Regions from separate parts of the Zea mays genome. Here all the other regions are linked to region 1. A link is a contact called in public Hi-C data. All regions are on one chromosome and are shown on one strand. Each heading gives the region's core, a stretch centred on a gene start, on an enhancer-like site or on the middle of the called end of the contact. The rest is flanking DNA. Distances are from core to core; before and after follow the strand shown. Region 1 holds the start of LOC732746 (beta-1,2-xylosyltransferase). Region 2 holds the start of LOC100384402 (P-loop containing nucleoside triphosphate hydrolase superfamily protein). Region 3 holds the start of LOC103641962 (calcium-binding protein PBP1).

The links. A called contact is a pair of places that touch in the nucleus more often than the background predicts.
Region 2: a contact with region 1 is called in a Hi-C map of ear, with 3 times the contacts expected there. The contact joins the promoter of LOC100384402 here to the promoter of LOC732746 in region 1. A contact is called at or near these places in 2 of 25 Hi-C or Micro-C datasets (ear and endosperm).
Region 3: a contact with region 1 is called in a Hi-C map of ear, with 2.3 times the contacts expected there. The contact joins the promoter of LOC103641962 here to the promoter of LOC732746 in region 1. A contact is called at or near these places in 2 of 25 Hi-C or Micro-C datasets (ear and tassel).

Annotation. Positions count from the first base shown.
Region 1 is chr1:191,353,740-191,358,417 of Zm-B73-REFERENCE-NAM-5.0, reverse strand. LOC732746 (beta-1,2-xylosyltransferase) reads right to left here and starts at 2,231. Exons shown (of 3, transcript NM_001112375.2): 1 at 1,240-2,231; 2 at 447-596. The coding sequence starts at 1,914.
Region 2 is chr1:191,569,868-191,574,545 of Zm-B73-REFERENCE-NAM-5.0, reverse strand. LOC100384402 (P-loop containing nucleoside triphosphate hydrolase superfamily protein) reads right to left here and starts at 2,710. Exons shown (of 5, transcript NM_001176944.1): 1 at 1,852-2,710; 2 at 1,504-1,757; 3 at 531-710; 4 at 201-356; 5 at 1-115. The coding sequence starts at 1,918.
Region 3 is chr1:191,510,236-191,514,913 of Zm-B73-REFERENCE-NAM-5.0, reverse strand. LOC103641962 (calcium-binding protein PBP1) reads left to right here and starts at 1,809. Exons shown (of 1, transcript XM_008665263.4): 1 at 1,809-2,815. The coding sequence starts at 2,123. The coding sequence ends at 2,455. It overlaps LOC100279847 (frataxin), which reads right to left. Exons shown (of 5, transcript NM_001152800.1): 1 at 4,446-4,678; 2 at 3,673-3,745; 3 at 3,529-3,576; 4 at 3,326-3,420; 5 at 2,611-2,897. The coding sequence ends at 2,771.

The sequences.
Region 1 (4,678 bases), core at 982-3,481:
GTCATGCTAAATCTGAAATAAAATGGCATAATGGAGGAAAAATATAATCTGGAAGCCAGGCATACATTCAAGGATGGGTACAATGCAAAAAAAACAAAAAAAATGGATGAAGCATCAAGGCTAGCTGCCAAAAATATAACAGGGGGCGCTATTTGACTAAAATGTAGAACAAAGAAACTGACAGATCGGGTTACAATCAAGAACTGCTTCTGATTGCAATTGTTCTCCAAACATGAGGAAAATATGGCAGAATAAATGAGGAAAAAACAGGAAGATCACTATGCTGTGTTATCATTGCACGATACAAACAAAAGATCAAGCATACAAAAATGTGACCGCCTGTTGTTTACCCCAGTAATAGCTGAAGAAACAGACTTGTTGCTCATAACTCAAGCAACAAACAGAATGAAGTGAACCAGTAACAAAGTACACAGCGCATCACATACCTTGCAATGGCCATCCAAGAATACAACATTAGGACGGTTTGGTAAATTCGTGACTCTGGAACTAACATATGCACTGTACCAGTCCGTAATTGTGTGGAAAAGGTTCGCATATTCGAAACGAGTGACCAGAAGTGTCGGTTCTTCAACCCACTGCAATAACAAGTTTGATAATACAGTTAAGAAGGGAGTACTGAATTCCAGAGATGAAGGAATGTAAGAAGAAACATAAATAAAAAATTGCATGAGAAACCTCTAATCCAATAAGAGCCTAAAAAGCTACACTTTTGAGTCTCAGAAAGGTATGACCAAGGACGCTCATTTTGTTCAATGATACAGATAGAATATATATCTAGCTATTCTGACAAAACTGGAACATTGCAATCAACTCACATTCAAAGTAACTGAAATAATTATATGATAGAATCACCAGATAACTGCAGCATTAATTGAACAAATTCATACGAAACCAAATAACCAAAAACAGAGTCTATATACTACTAGTACTATACTCCCACGATGTTCTATTTTGGATATAAATTGGACGCAGACATCATTCTTAGATCCTATTTCTTCTCGTAGTCTTCTTAAAACACAAACAAATATCCATACGATGGCTCAGTATATCCAGCATGAGGGCTGGATCAAACAGACTTTCATTAAATACTCCTATTCGAACACTGAGCTGACTCTACTCTTCCTAATTACTGGATTTCAGAAATTAATTAACAAACCACTTGTCATCAATGAGCAAGTCAACTGCTACTCTGCTAGTAGATAGCAAGGCAAACAGTACCTGGGAGCAGTGCAGCTCACCGGGTGGCACAACGCGCGTCGACTCGAGCAGCGCCCTCATAGTGTGCATCCCGATCCCGCCGGTGGGTACGTAGTCGTTGAGGAACCCTGCGTCCACCAGGGGCACCGGCATACCCGCCGCCGGCCCCTCCACCTGCAGCGCGCCGGGCTCGTACTTGGGTAGCTCCTCCTCCTCGGCGCGGCCCATCACCTGCTCCAGCGGCTCCCCGCCGCGCGACATCGCGATGAGCGCCGGGTCAAGCCGAACCCTGGCGCCCTCGCAGATCGAGCTTCCCAGCGTCTCGCTGTGGTGGCACCGGAACCAGCCGCCGCCGCCGCTGCCGCGGCCCGCGGGCAGGACGTCCACGCGGCGGGAGAAGCCGTTGCCGAAGTAGGCCTCGCAGGTGTGCAGCGGCGGCGGCGGCACGGCGCTGGACACCCAGGGCAGGAAGGAGGGGAGGCGCGGCCACGGCTTCTGCGAGGACGACGGCGCCAGGACACCGTCACGGGCTTCAGTCCTGGGGGTGGGGTCCGGCGGCGACTGGTGGTGGGAATGGGACTGGAGGAGGAGGTAGATCGCGAAGGAGGCGGCGTAGACGGCGACGAGGAGGAGGAGGAGCCGCGGGATGAGGCGGCGGAGGCGGTTTCTGTGGCCATGAGCTCTGCCAGCCATCATCGCCGCCGGCGAGCCGCTGTGGTCTCGCACTCTCGCGCAGATCGAGGGGTGTCGCCGCGAGGGACACTGGGCATGCCCAGATCGCGGCGGGGAAAGTAGCCGGTGTGTTTGGTTGGTCGGATCGGACGGTTGTCGTGTCAAGTCGTTGTACTATGGACGGTCCACATGCTCTGTCCCTGACCCTCACTCCTCGTCTTCTCCCCTGCAACGAGGGAGACGTCGGCGATCTCGCCGAGGCGGCCGGAGGCCGCCGGTGGAATCGTCACGTTGTAGTTGGGGTGGGATGACTGGCATCCGCTGGACGACCGAGGCGGGACATGGTGCTCGCAATTGGCGAGATGAGCTATGCAGGCAGCAATTGCAGCGCGGCGTGCCTGACATGGCCAAGGTGCGACTCAATCAGTGCCGGTGCCGGCCGACCATCTCTAAAATTCTCTGTTGTTTGAGTACAGTGGCGGATGACCTAGAAAAATTTAGATATAACTCTATACCTTATAATATTTAACACACAACCATTTAAATTATAGAATAAAAATATACAACATATATATATATAGAAGGGAATATTGTCTAAAACATGAATAAATTTCTAAGAAACATGTACGATAATATATAATACAAATAATTTTGCTATATAAGTCTTGGAGATCTAGGTAATTGTATTTATCTATCCTTCTTCTGAAATGCCTTTTTAATATTTGAAATGTGAGTTATAAATTATAAGATTTGTAACCATTATCATCTTTCTCAAGTAAATGCTTTCTTAGTTAGGTGTGATTTAGATTATTCTTAGCCATAATGGCCTCTCTGCCCCTGTCTGAGCCCCACATTGGTCGTTAATAACTAGTATCCTAGGCGACGAGATGCCGGTGAGTCACACACTACCCGAATCTAACTAATCTATGGCTAAAAACCATCATAAATAAGGTAAACCATCATAAATAGTTATTTATATTGATTTTTATTTTTATTTACATTGGTTACAGGCCATAACTAATAAAGCGTTGTAAATAGACTTATTTACGTCGGCTACAATCGGCAAGCGTAAATTACTTATTTACGTTGGTTGTTGTATGGCTGACGTAATGACGGTGTCTTATTTACGTCGGTTGTTGCCTAACCGACATAAATAACATTATCTTATTTATGTCGGTTCTTTTAACCATCACCATCAGAATTAGGAAGAGTAATAGAGAGGAGGGAAGGAGAAAGTCAGTGGTGTTTCACCTTGTGTCCGATGTGTTACCTACCTTTCACTTGTGTGTGCTACAATCTGCAACCAGCGTGGCCAATAGAATCCGGTGGATGCGAACACGTGTGGGGGTGAGCAGGCAGAGGCGACTGAGACGAGAGCGACCGAACGGTGGTGGCGAGCAGGGGGCGGCGACGAGAAGACGGTGGTGGGCGCGGCAAGGAGATGGCTATGGGTGGAGGGGGCGAGCATGCAACACCTGCTACGACAAAATGACAAGAAAAGCAGAAGTGGCGTAGAAGTGAGGGAATAGTTAGAAAAGGGTTTATGACTAATATACGTCAGTTATAACAACAAATGTAACTCAAAGCCTAATCTACATCGATTTCTTTCCACCTACGTAAATAATTTTATTTACGCATGAACTTTATATATAAATAATTAATTATTTATGTCGGTTAAGTTATAGCCGACATAAAATAACTTATTTATGTTGGTTTTTATTATGAATCGACATAAACAAGTTTAGCCGGCATAGATTTATCTATTTCCTATAGTGACTCTAGTTCGTGTGTTAGTGCTAACACTGGTCCACAATGTGTTTTTTATCAAGTTGCATAGAGTTTTTCTGCTTCTTGCTTTAGAATAGGAAAAACAAATAATTTTCATTTGTTTGCATGGCTGAAGCCTGAACAAACACATATGGTAGAATTTATGTATGACGGGAGAACTTAATATATAATCCTTTACTTTACTCGGTAACACACCTAATCCCTCTAGCCAGCCTCCAAAACTTTACTTATGATCGAATAAGTGTATAACTAGAGTAATTGAGACGGTAACAAGGTGAAGAGAAAGAGCAATCGTACCTTTGAGGTCGAGGTGAATTACAAGCTCAGGGTTGTAGAGATGTCCAGAGTTTGCGGGCCAGTGTCCAAAGTCCCCTCTGGTCTTTCTCCTCCTTGTAGGGTTAGGCGCTTGGTGTCTTAGTGGCTGACGAGGAGAAATCGTTAGGGTTCACTGTCACCATCGATCGTTGGGCATTTCTGGTCAATCAGGCGCTAAAAGAAAGATTGGGTCATGTGGTTTGAGGCAGCTAGGATTTTAGGAGCATGAAGCTTTGGCTCTCGTGTGTATCCCTAGTCGCGAATAATATAGTGCTTATGATCGAGGGCTTTGACCAATGATAGAGTCATGCCACCAATTAGGGTGCGGATAGGATAGACTCATACTATGTGATCTTGATCGAGCTAGAGAACAATCCCAACATTCTCCCCTTAGTTCTCGATTTTCTTATTCTTTAATCTTTTTATGTTCCACCCTTTAGCAATTTTACATATCAAGACGAATTCATTACGGAACCAACTATATGACATTAAACTCATTCATTATAACATGCCCACCTGCCTTAAAATAGAGTAACTTTCTCTATGGTTGTTCTATAGCCCCTTTATCCAAAATCATAAGCTTTCATTTTATCCATGTCCGCTACATATTGTCTAAACACGCTGGGTGGAAAGCTTTTTATGAGCGGATCCATTAGCATCAGATGGGTTCTGGTATGCTCAACTT
Region 2 (4,678 bases), core at 1,461-3,960, 220 kb before region 1:
TAACATCTGCCCAGTTATCTATATGATCGCACAATCGTTTTGTGTGGATTTTCACATGTCGACTGAACAGCTTCCTCTTTGGCAATCTGAGAAAATCCAGAACATCCATGAGCATCTGAAGACAGGAACAACAAGCTGGTCAGGAAAATGAGGAGTGTGTTTTAGCCTCAACAGAACGATACGGAACAACAGCGCCTCACCGTGCGATTGCTGACAACATCCTCGTAGTACAGGACAACGTGCCTGGTGTTCTTGAAATTCACCAGAGCATCAGCTGCCAACTTATCAGACCGTTTTAGTTCAGTAATCAATGTTTTTTTGTCAATGGTTGGCTTATATTGAGCAAGGATTTCAGCCTGCACAAAGGGGAAAAAAAGGATCAACAGGATTTTCTTTTACTCGACACACATCTGCACCATTTTAGCAGATAGAAGTTGCAGTCATATATGTTTAATATACTTATGATAGCAAAATATGCATGCTTAAATAAAATCTGACTTAGTTCTGGAACATAAGGGAAAGATGTGCACCTCATGTTTGGAGTGCACATGAGCTTTATGAGTTCCATTCAACTGTTTCATGGCACTATCATGAGCATTTGCTAATATAGAGACGTAACGCCGAAGAAGATTTCTTCTTAGTAGAAAAATTGCGGAAACACCCCTTCGGTTGAAGTATTCAACTATCTCTTGATGGTGCTTCATTAGACCCTATAATTTTCACTAGAATAAGCATATCACTAGATAAAACAGATCAAGGAAGCTGAATATATCTTTGGAAATTAGCCGCACAAACAATCGTGATACAAAGAATAGTTCTATGTGCAAATCATGAAATCAGTAGATCTTTTGAAATAAGCATATATACCAAGAATCACCCTAGATAATGAGTCCTTCAACCTGATCTATAACTTTGTGGCAGAAGTTTCTATAGAACACAAAGGGTCGTATCTATCAGTACCCATTATCTAGAATAAACACCTTCAGTACAACAATCATCTGTGTAAAGTTCAAGCAAACAAGTTTTGAAACCGGAGGGGGGGGGGGGGGTAATGATGGAGAGATGATAAAATCATTGTTTATTTAGTTTAGCTCCGCTCCCTATAGTATTTTAACAGATCGTTTAACACTTGCAGGCAAGCAATTTTCCATGTAAATAAAATTGGCAATCTTGATGGAGACAGTGCATCAAAACTTGATAGTCTTATTTCCTCGGTTTTCAGATAGTCCATAAGTAATCAAACAAAGTTCCACTTAAGGAAACACACAGGTATGTTATAAGAAACGGAACTATGTTGGAATTGCAAGATAATCATGGTATATTCGATTAAGTTTCAAAAAGGAAAAATGTAACAGTAAATACAATTTGTTCCACAATATAAAACTATTCTCGAAGAATGGTTTTAGAGTATAAATAACCAAGATGAAAAATGTTCTGTGAAATCAAATTATCACGTGAGCAAGTTTTTGCTCCACCTGCGAGTGTGATGAATACAAGAATTACCTGATTGAGCATCCATTTCAGCCCCACGGCAGCCGTACATTCGTTCTTAGCAGCACTGCTATACCAATCCAGATTGTACAATCTGTCCAGTGTTTTCGTGATCGCGGTGATATTGCTGCGTCTTTCTTTGACAGAGAAGATCTCTCCATTGGAGCTAATATTAGGATGGCTATTCAACAACGTCTCAACCCATCCACTCCCGGACCTCTGCATTGACAAGATAGCAAAGAACCTAACCCCTGTGCACGCACATTCTTTCCTAACAGACAAAGAACATGCAAGTCAGACACTAACCTGGAAATAAATAGAAAAAGGAAAATCACATGACCCAGTATATATCTTCATTACCTATCATAAGTATTTGGCATCGGGTAGTGCAAGTAAGGGATTTCTGTGTCTGGAATACTGGGATCATGACAAGGCTTCTCCCTTTCCTTTTCTATCAAATTTGTCTGCATCAGCCCGAAAAGCATCCCATTTTGCTTTAGAGACAACGAGAAGATGTACACAGCGACTAACATTATCAGGCCCAATATGCCTATCCATAAGGCCAGTGGGTATCGCTTTGCCGGCTTTGTGCTTACAGCTGCTGTATCCTGCAATTGAAAAAAAAAGGACACTGACATTTCATGAAATGCCACGTGAAGGGACAATGAATTATCATTTGGGGATTCGCTCACAGCAATCAAATTTGGTCTCGTTTCTAATTCAGGCAGATAAATCAACAGGAACATGGAACGGCAAAGTAATTCTTGAGATCCTTTCGCGCGTCTCGTTAGAACAATTAGCAGGATGCTAGCGCGGGTGGCTACTGCTAGCTGGTAATGGTCTCCTAACCACAAACAACGACGGGGAAACAGAAGACCGACAGCGGGGGGCAGAGATACCGTTGGCCTGACGCTAGCGGCGACGCCTCCGAGATCCGCCGCCGCCGCCGCCCTGTCCCGCTCTCTCCCTGCCTCTTGCATCGGAGAATACCATCAGCGACGAGTCCACCCCGCGCTCCAAATCCACCGCAACCCCTCGGTCCAATAGCCCGAGCGCGGGACGCGGGTCGAGGAGTCCCTTCTCATCCTCTCTTTCTCTGTCCGTCCTCCGAGGCGAGAGAGCCGGGCAAAGATGGAGGGGGGACCGCGCGAGGCGGCTCGGCGATGGGTTGGGTAGCCCAAGGCCCGCGGAGGAAGGCGAGCGGCTCGCCGCGGGAATGTAGCATCGATCGGGCCAGAGAAAGCTGGAGCGGGAGTGGAGGAGAACCCCGCCCACCTACTCCGCTCATCTGCTGGGGAGGGTTCCGTTCGCGTTTGTCCTTACGTGGTCGTGGCTGACGGGATGGGGGCAAAAGCAAAACCACAAAACGGAGCGCGATGACGCGCGAAGCGATCGGAACAGTTCATCGGTCGTCACCTACATCAGTCAGTGATGAAGTGTGCAAAGTTTACATATGAACGTGAGACATTTTCTTGGCCACATTGTCCGGAACCTCGACCACATGTAACCCTTTGAATTGAATGGATAACAACGACAACGATCAATATACCACCTCATATTTCAAACTTCATCTTATAAATAATGTAGTATTAAATATAACATCAATCTATATAATATCTCCTATTTCAAACTTTACCGTATAATTTATAATGCAAAACAATATTTTGTACAATTATATACACGATCACGATCCACTGCGGACGGACTTTGATGATCCTTTCGGTCCATATTTTCATAATGATGCTTATATATGTAGACCTCATGTGGTACATCTTCTCGATAAAGATCAGTGTGTATGCACGTATCTTAGTGGTTATCTTATCTTCGGTACCCATTATGGGGACACACAGCCTAGTTCGAACTTGAAAACGTATCCATGGATGCAAGGTGATCAGAAACCAGGTTGTGGATGAGGAAGTAGCCTACCACTTTTCATGTGATACATGCTAGTACGTTTATTTATAAACCTCTTCGAATGTAATTAAGATCAGTTTTTACTTGAAAGAATAAAGATGCATTATATTTCAGGGTGGTTGGAGTAGTAGAGAGTAGATGCTAGAGTGTAGTTCTTTAATACCAGATTTACGTGTGGCTCCTTTAGTCCACGTAAGTGTAACATTGTCTGATCAATAAAATAGAGGATAGGATTGTCTGCAGCGGTGTCCTCAAAATTTCTCCTATAAAAAACTCTTAACCTTGAAGACGATGTGGTCTTAGCGCTGGTCGCCCCCGGCGTCTTTCGGCGCGCCATCCCTTGGCGCCCCCTGCTCGTGGCCATGGGGGCCCCCTGGTGGGTTCGTCTGCTTCGTCCTTGGATTTCTCCGACGGTCTCCGCTTTCAGGATTGGATTTTCAACAAGTTTAACCGTCCGATCAACCCCATCCCGGTTAAATTTGATCGTCATGAGTTCTTTTTGGTCGTCTCCTTTGGCAGATGCTCCATGCGTTTGTGCCCGGATTCTGTGGGCCTTCTGCTTCAATCGTTTGTTGGTGGCGAGGCTGGTTTATTCAGAGTTTCTCAGTTGGCGGACCGAGTGTTTCGCTTTTCGATCTCTTGCAAAGTTGTTGGTTTTGCAGTTTATCATCTTCGCTCCTACTCTTGCTCCGTAATCAAGGCGTACCTGCACCTGTGGAATTCTGGCGGCCCTAATTAGTTTATTGAGTGGCAACGTTATTCTGCGGAGGAATCCAATTCCTGGAAACTGGTTTCTCATCGCCGTTCTTCTCCGGCCCCGAATGTGAATATGTCTCGTAATCCAGCTCTGACAGGTGCAAATTTGGTTCCTTTAGGACATCGACAGAGGTCTGTTCGTGCCCCCGAAAGTTTGATGCAGATGCAGCGGCGTTCGGTTTTTGATCGGATTTCCTTCTCCCGCCGCTCTGTCCGTAATCGTCCGCATTTTCAAAATTATTCAAATCGCAGAGTTGGCCGCATGGTTCGCTCAGGATTTCGGTCTAAGCCAGAGACCCCTCACGTTCCCCCATGGGCCCCGCGGATGTTGGTTTGGAGGCCCAAGAAGATTTTGGAACAGTGCCCGGAGAATTTTGGACAGGATTCTGCCCCCGGCATTAATGGCTCTTCTGTCCCTGCGGCGTCGGGTGACCGGTTTTTTCGGGATCTTTCTCTCTCTGGAAATAATTCTCAAATATTTGGTATATCGGGTCAGAAGTGCAATCGACCGGTTGTC
Region 3 (4,678 bases), core at 560-3,059, 160 kb before region 1:
GTAGTGATGAAATAGTTAGATTGAAATAACAAAATTTATGTATGGCTAGGATCACAAATTAATTACGAAACATTTTCACATAACAGTATAACACACATTTGTTCATAAGTTATCATGATATTAAATGTTTCCGTTGCAACGCACGGGCACCCACCTATATGTGTTTATGTCTACATCTATGACAGGAAACACATCTACTACATCTCTCTCCAAGCTCACTTACTACCATTGCACAATGCGTAGTAGTAGATAAGTATCACCGATATTCTTGAATTATATTTTTGGATGGAGGTAATATTATTTAAAGAAGAGCTTTGCATGCTATTTCTTTTGTTTGAATAATGCATCATACTTAAATTCCCTTTTTTGCATGTGTGAAATTTTTTCTTCGTAATATTTTTTCCCATGGATCAGACTTGTGAGTCATTTTCATAAACCAACGCCAAGCATGAATCCATGTTTCCTACTTCAAACCCCGAACAAACTCCATGAGCAGGAGGCATTCGCGTTGTCGTCGCTCATCGATGACGAGAAGAAGTTTGACGACTGTCAGTTCGACCTCTAAAAGCAGTCTTACGTGGTCGCATGCGCCGCTGTGTATGACAAGCTCCCGCGAAGCCGCCGCTTGGACGCGGTCCAGAGCAGCTGCACCGCGCTGTTCATCGTTAAGCAGGGGGGCCTCATGGTTGTCGCCAACGTTGACGACTCTCGGGTTGTTCTAGACACCGCATCCGACGACGACGCCATCACGCCGTCCAGCTCATCGTCCACCTGAAGCCTAACCTGCCACGTAAGTCGCTACTGGCCGGACATGAATTCTTGTGCGCTGGGACGATGGACGTTGCTAACGTTGTGTGAGTGTCCTCGAACATGATGTATGTAGTGGAATAGCGCATTCGGTGGTGCAACGGCCAGGGGTACTACCTCGCTGATGAGCACGGGGTGCACTTCGTTTGGCAACCGAACTAAGAGTCATCGGTACTCGTCATGTCACGTGCGTTCGACAACTACTATATCGAGGATTGTGGCGTCATCTTGACGCCGGAGGTGACACAGAGGAGGATCGACAACAGTGACCAGTTCGTCATTCTCGCCACCGTCAGGGTAGCTTTTGTGCCGGCCTGCCTTTAATTCTCTTCGCGAACACATACGCACTTACCTTTTTGTTTAAGCAAGAGCATATGGTGGTACGTGTCTGATGACTAACGATGTACGAGGGAATTTTTCCGGCATGTGTGGAACGTGCTCGTGCTCTCCAATGATGAGACCATACAAATCGTGGCATATATCGAAGTCTGTATGATACTGATGGTTGCAATGTAGTGGTGAAATAACTAGATTAAAATAACAAAATTTATGTATGGCTAGGATCACAAATTGATTATGAAACATTTTCTCATAACAATATAACACAGATTTTGTATATAAGTTATCGTAGTATACTGGTATTATATATTTCTGTTGCAACGCACGGGCATCCAGCTAGTATGAGATATGATAGTGGACGGAATAGTGGATCTGCGGAGATAGCTAGTCTCCTGTCTGTTTTGGCAGTCATACGGTACGACACAGCAACCGCAGCACGGATGCTCCCATTTTCTTACCACCTTGCCCATTTGTCAACTAGTATATCATCAGCCACCTGCTTCTATTTTCTTGTGTGGTCAGGTTCTTGCTCATTTATCAACTCCACCTTGATCCTGCTTGTGTTCATACATACAAGCAAGCATTTCCAATCACTACCCTTATCCATCCATTTTTCTTAGGCCTTGTTCGGTTATCCCGTTACCATGGATTAGATAGGATTGAAAAAAATTAAGAAGAAGTTTGACTTGTTTGGAATTTAAACATACTCAATCTCACTTAATCTATATGGATTGAGAGCTAACCGAACGAGTCTTTATGTGGTAAAAAAGAAAGGGAAGAAGCCAGATAGACATGTCCAAGCAACCAGCCAGCTACTTCGCAGAAACGAACTGCTCCCGATTCCAAGAACTTCCTCCTCCCCTGCTGCTATAAATAAACACCAGCCTCCTTCGTTACCCACGCACGCATAACTTTTGCCAACCATTGCCCTGATCTTCAATCCTCATCACGACTTCGCGGGCGGGATAACTCCAGCATGGAATCCGACAAGGGCTCCTCCGTGCAGTTTCAGGACTTCCTGCCACTGATGGCGAGGAAGCTGGGCGTGGAGGGCCTGATCCAGGAGCTCTGCAAGGGGTTCCAGCTGCTCATGGAGCCCAGGGCAGGAAAGATCACCATCTGGAGCTTGAAGCAGAGCGCGGCCAGGCTCGGGCTTGGCCAGCTCCAGGATGATGAGCTCCTGGAGATGATGAAAGAAGGCGACCTGGACGAGGACGGGGCACTGGATCAGATGGAGTTCTGCATCCTCATGGTCAGATTGAGCCCTGACCTGATGGAAGAAGAGGCATACATGATGTTTCAGCATTGATGTGATTTGATCCTTGTTGCTTGGCACAACAGAATATAGTGTGATATCTGGTCATCTTGCAATGTGATATTGCATCCAGAAACACTAATGTAGTCTGACAGGCTGACAGTGATCGGAATTCGGTACTTACAAAAGCTGAAAAATACTCCCACCATTTCCGAATAATACTGTTCCCCGCTACCAGAGAGGGGAAGTTATTTATTCCAAACCATGTGCAAATGTGTAGAACAAAAAAAAAGTTTTGTGTACTACACTTCGACATTCAGAGCACTGCTCTCCATACAACCTAGCTGTGTGGCATTTCCAGTACTGTTACTAAAGTTCTACTGGAGTACCACAGAGCTCACCAATCTCCTTCTCCAGAAGCCGCACAAGGTTCACTCCAGTCCTCTTGTATATCCAACCATTAGCTGTTGCATCCCAATCAAACCTAGAAGGCCCACTGCATATCCGGATAGTACCTTTATATAAGATGAAAATGGCATACAAGTTCTGCAAAGCGCTCTTGGGTATTGTACAACATACCCACACATGAGTCTATTTGATTGGAAAATGGAAACCAAAGAATGATTAAGTTTCGCAACAACATCATAAGGCAAATAACCATATCGAATAAACTGAACCACAAATCACAGAGGGTGGACATATACAATATTCGAAAAATGACATCTACTGAGTACTCCCAAGTCCTTACACAGTGACAGGTTCACGATACTAGTAAAATTAACTAATAGTGTAATACAATATGCATCTACCTTGAGAAAGGAGGATAATATAGCATGGCAGACAAGACGATTGGAATCAAGTTCAGGTGTCTATTACATATAATGAAACAAACAACAACTGATACACTAAGATGCATTACTGTACCTCACAGGAGAAGATAGCCAAATTTGTTTGTTTGGAGTTTGCTTGTTTATAACATATGTCCCCAAATCCCCAAGCCTTAATGTCAAAACCTGATTCTAAAATGCCCAAGGAAAAAAAAAGGACACATCAATAATCAAATACACAAAAAAGAAAACACATACTGGCAAAGATTGCATGATTCTACGTCACGTGTTACAACTAACCCCGTACTCTATGTCGAAACCATCCATCTGAATGGAGTCACCATACTCCTAAAAAAATACATGAAGAATAGAATTAGTCAGAGGTATGATGACTTAACATGTTGTTCGAGATATCTGAAGGCCATAACAAAGAGGATTCAATACCTCAAGTTTTTCAAGCAAATCATGAATCGTCTCATCTGCTAATTTGTGAAACTCATCCTCTTGCATTGCTAACCTGTTCAATGTATACAATCATAATCACCGACTACCCCATGCAGCAAAAACTATATAACAAAAGTTCAAATAACCAAACTATAAAGCAAAAAAACAGTTAAACATACTGAAGATCAAATTTTATTCTATGCATTGTTGCAATCAACTAATATCAGTAGTTAGCCAAACTTTCTACATTTCAGTTTGTTGATTCAAGCAAGTGTAGTCTCTTCTAAAGACCTATTATCCAGTGCCACTATTTGGCAAATTACAGAATGTTTGGAGTACCTAATTTAGGGTTGCCTGGTTGACACAGGGGGAGACAACAAAGGTTCTTAGTCCCAAGCAAGTTGGGACTTGTAAAGAATGTCAAAATGACTCAAATCTAAACAAAAATTGCTCTATCAAACATCCTACACGTATGCTCGATTGGTTTTCTAATTTGCTCTATTCCTACCATTCATACTTGAAAAAAAAGACAGACCCAGCCCAGTGCCATAAGCTCCACATGAGTGGGCTCTGAGGAAGAGATAAACCGAGGCAAGCCTTTCCCCCACAAATGCAGAGAGGCTACTTCGAACCCGCGAACTGGTGACTCGGTGAGACAACTCTCACCACTACATCGGGCCTGCCCTTTCCATTCATACTTGAAAGCAATCAAAATTACACAAAGAATGCATTAATGGATCAACGTGCTAAGACTGCAAGGTCAAGAAACAAACTTGTGATCCACTGCAGATGGGCTAGAGCCAGACACATCTCCTGTAGACTGCATCACAGGCTGCGTCGACGAGATGGCCCTTGAAGATAAGATAAAAGGAGCTGAAGACCTGTCCGATAACCGCGCCATTGCAGCAGCCACCATTAGGGACCGAGAAGTGGTAGCTTCAGGGAGACTGGTGGCCCAGAATAGTTGCTGAGTGCGGGATTGTAGCTGCCTCCTGGCTGTGAGGCC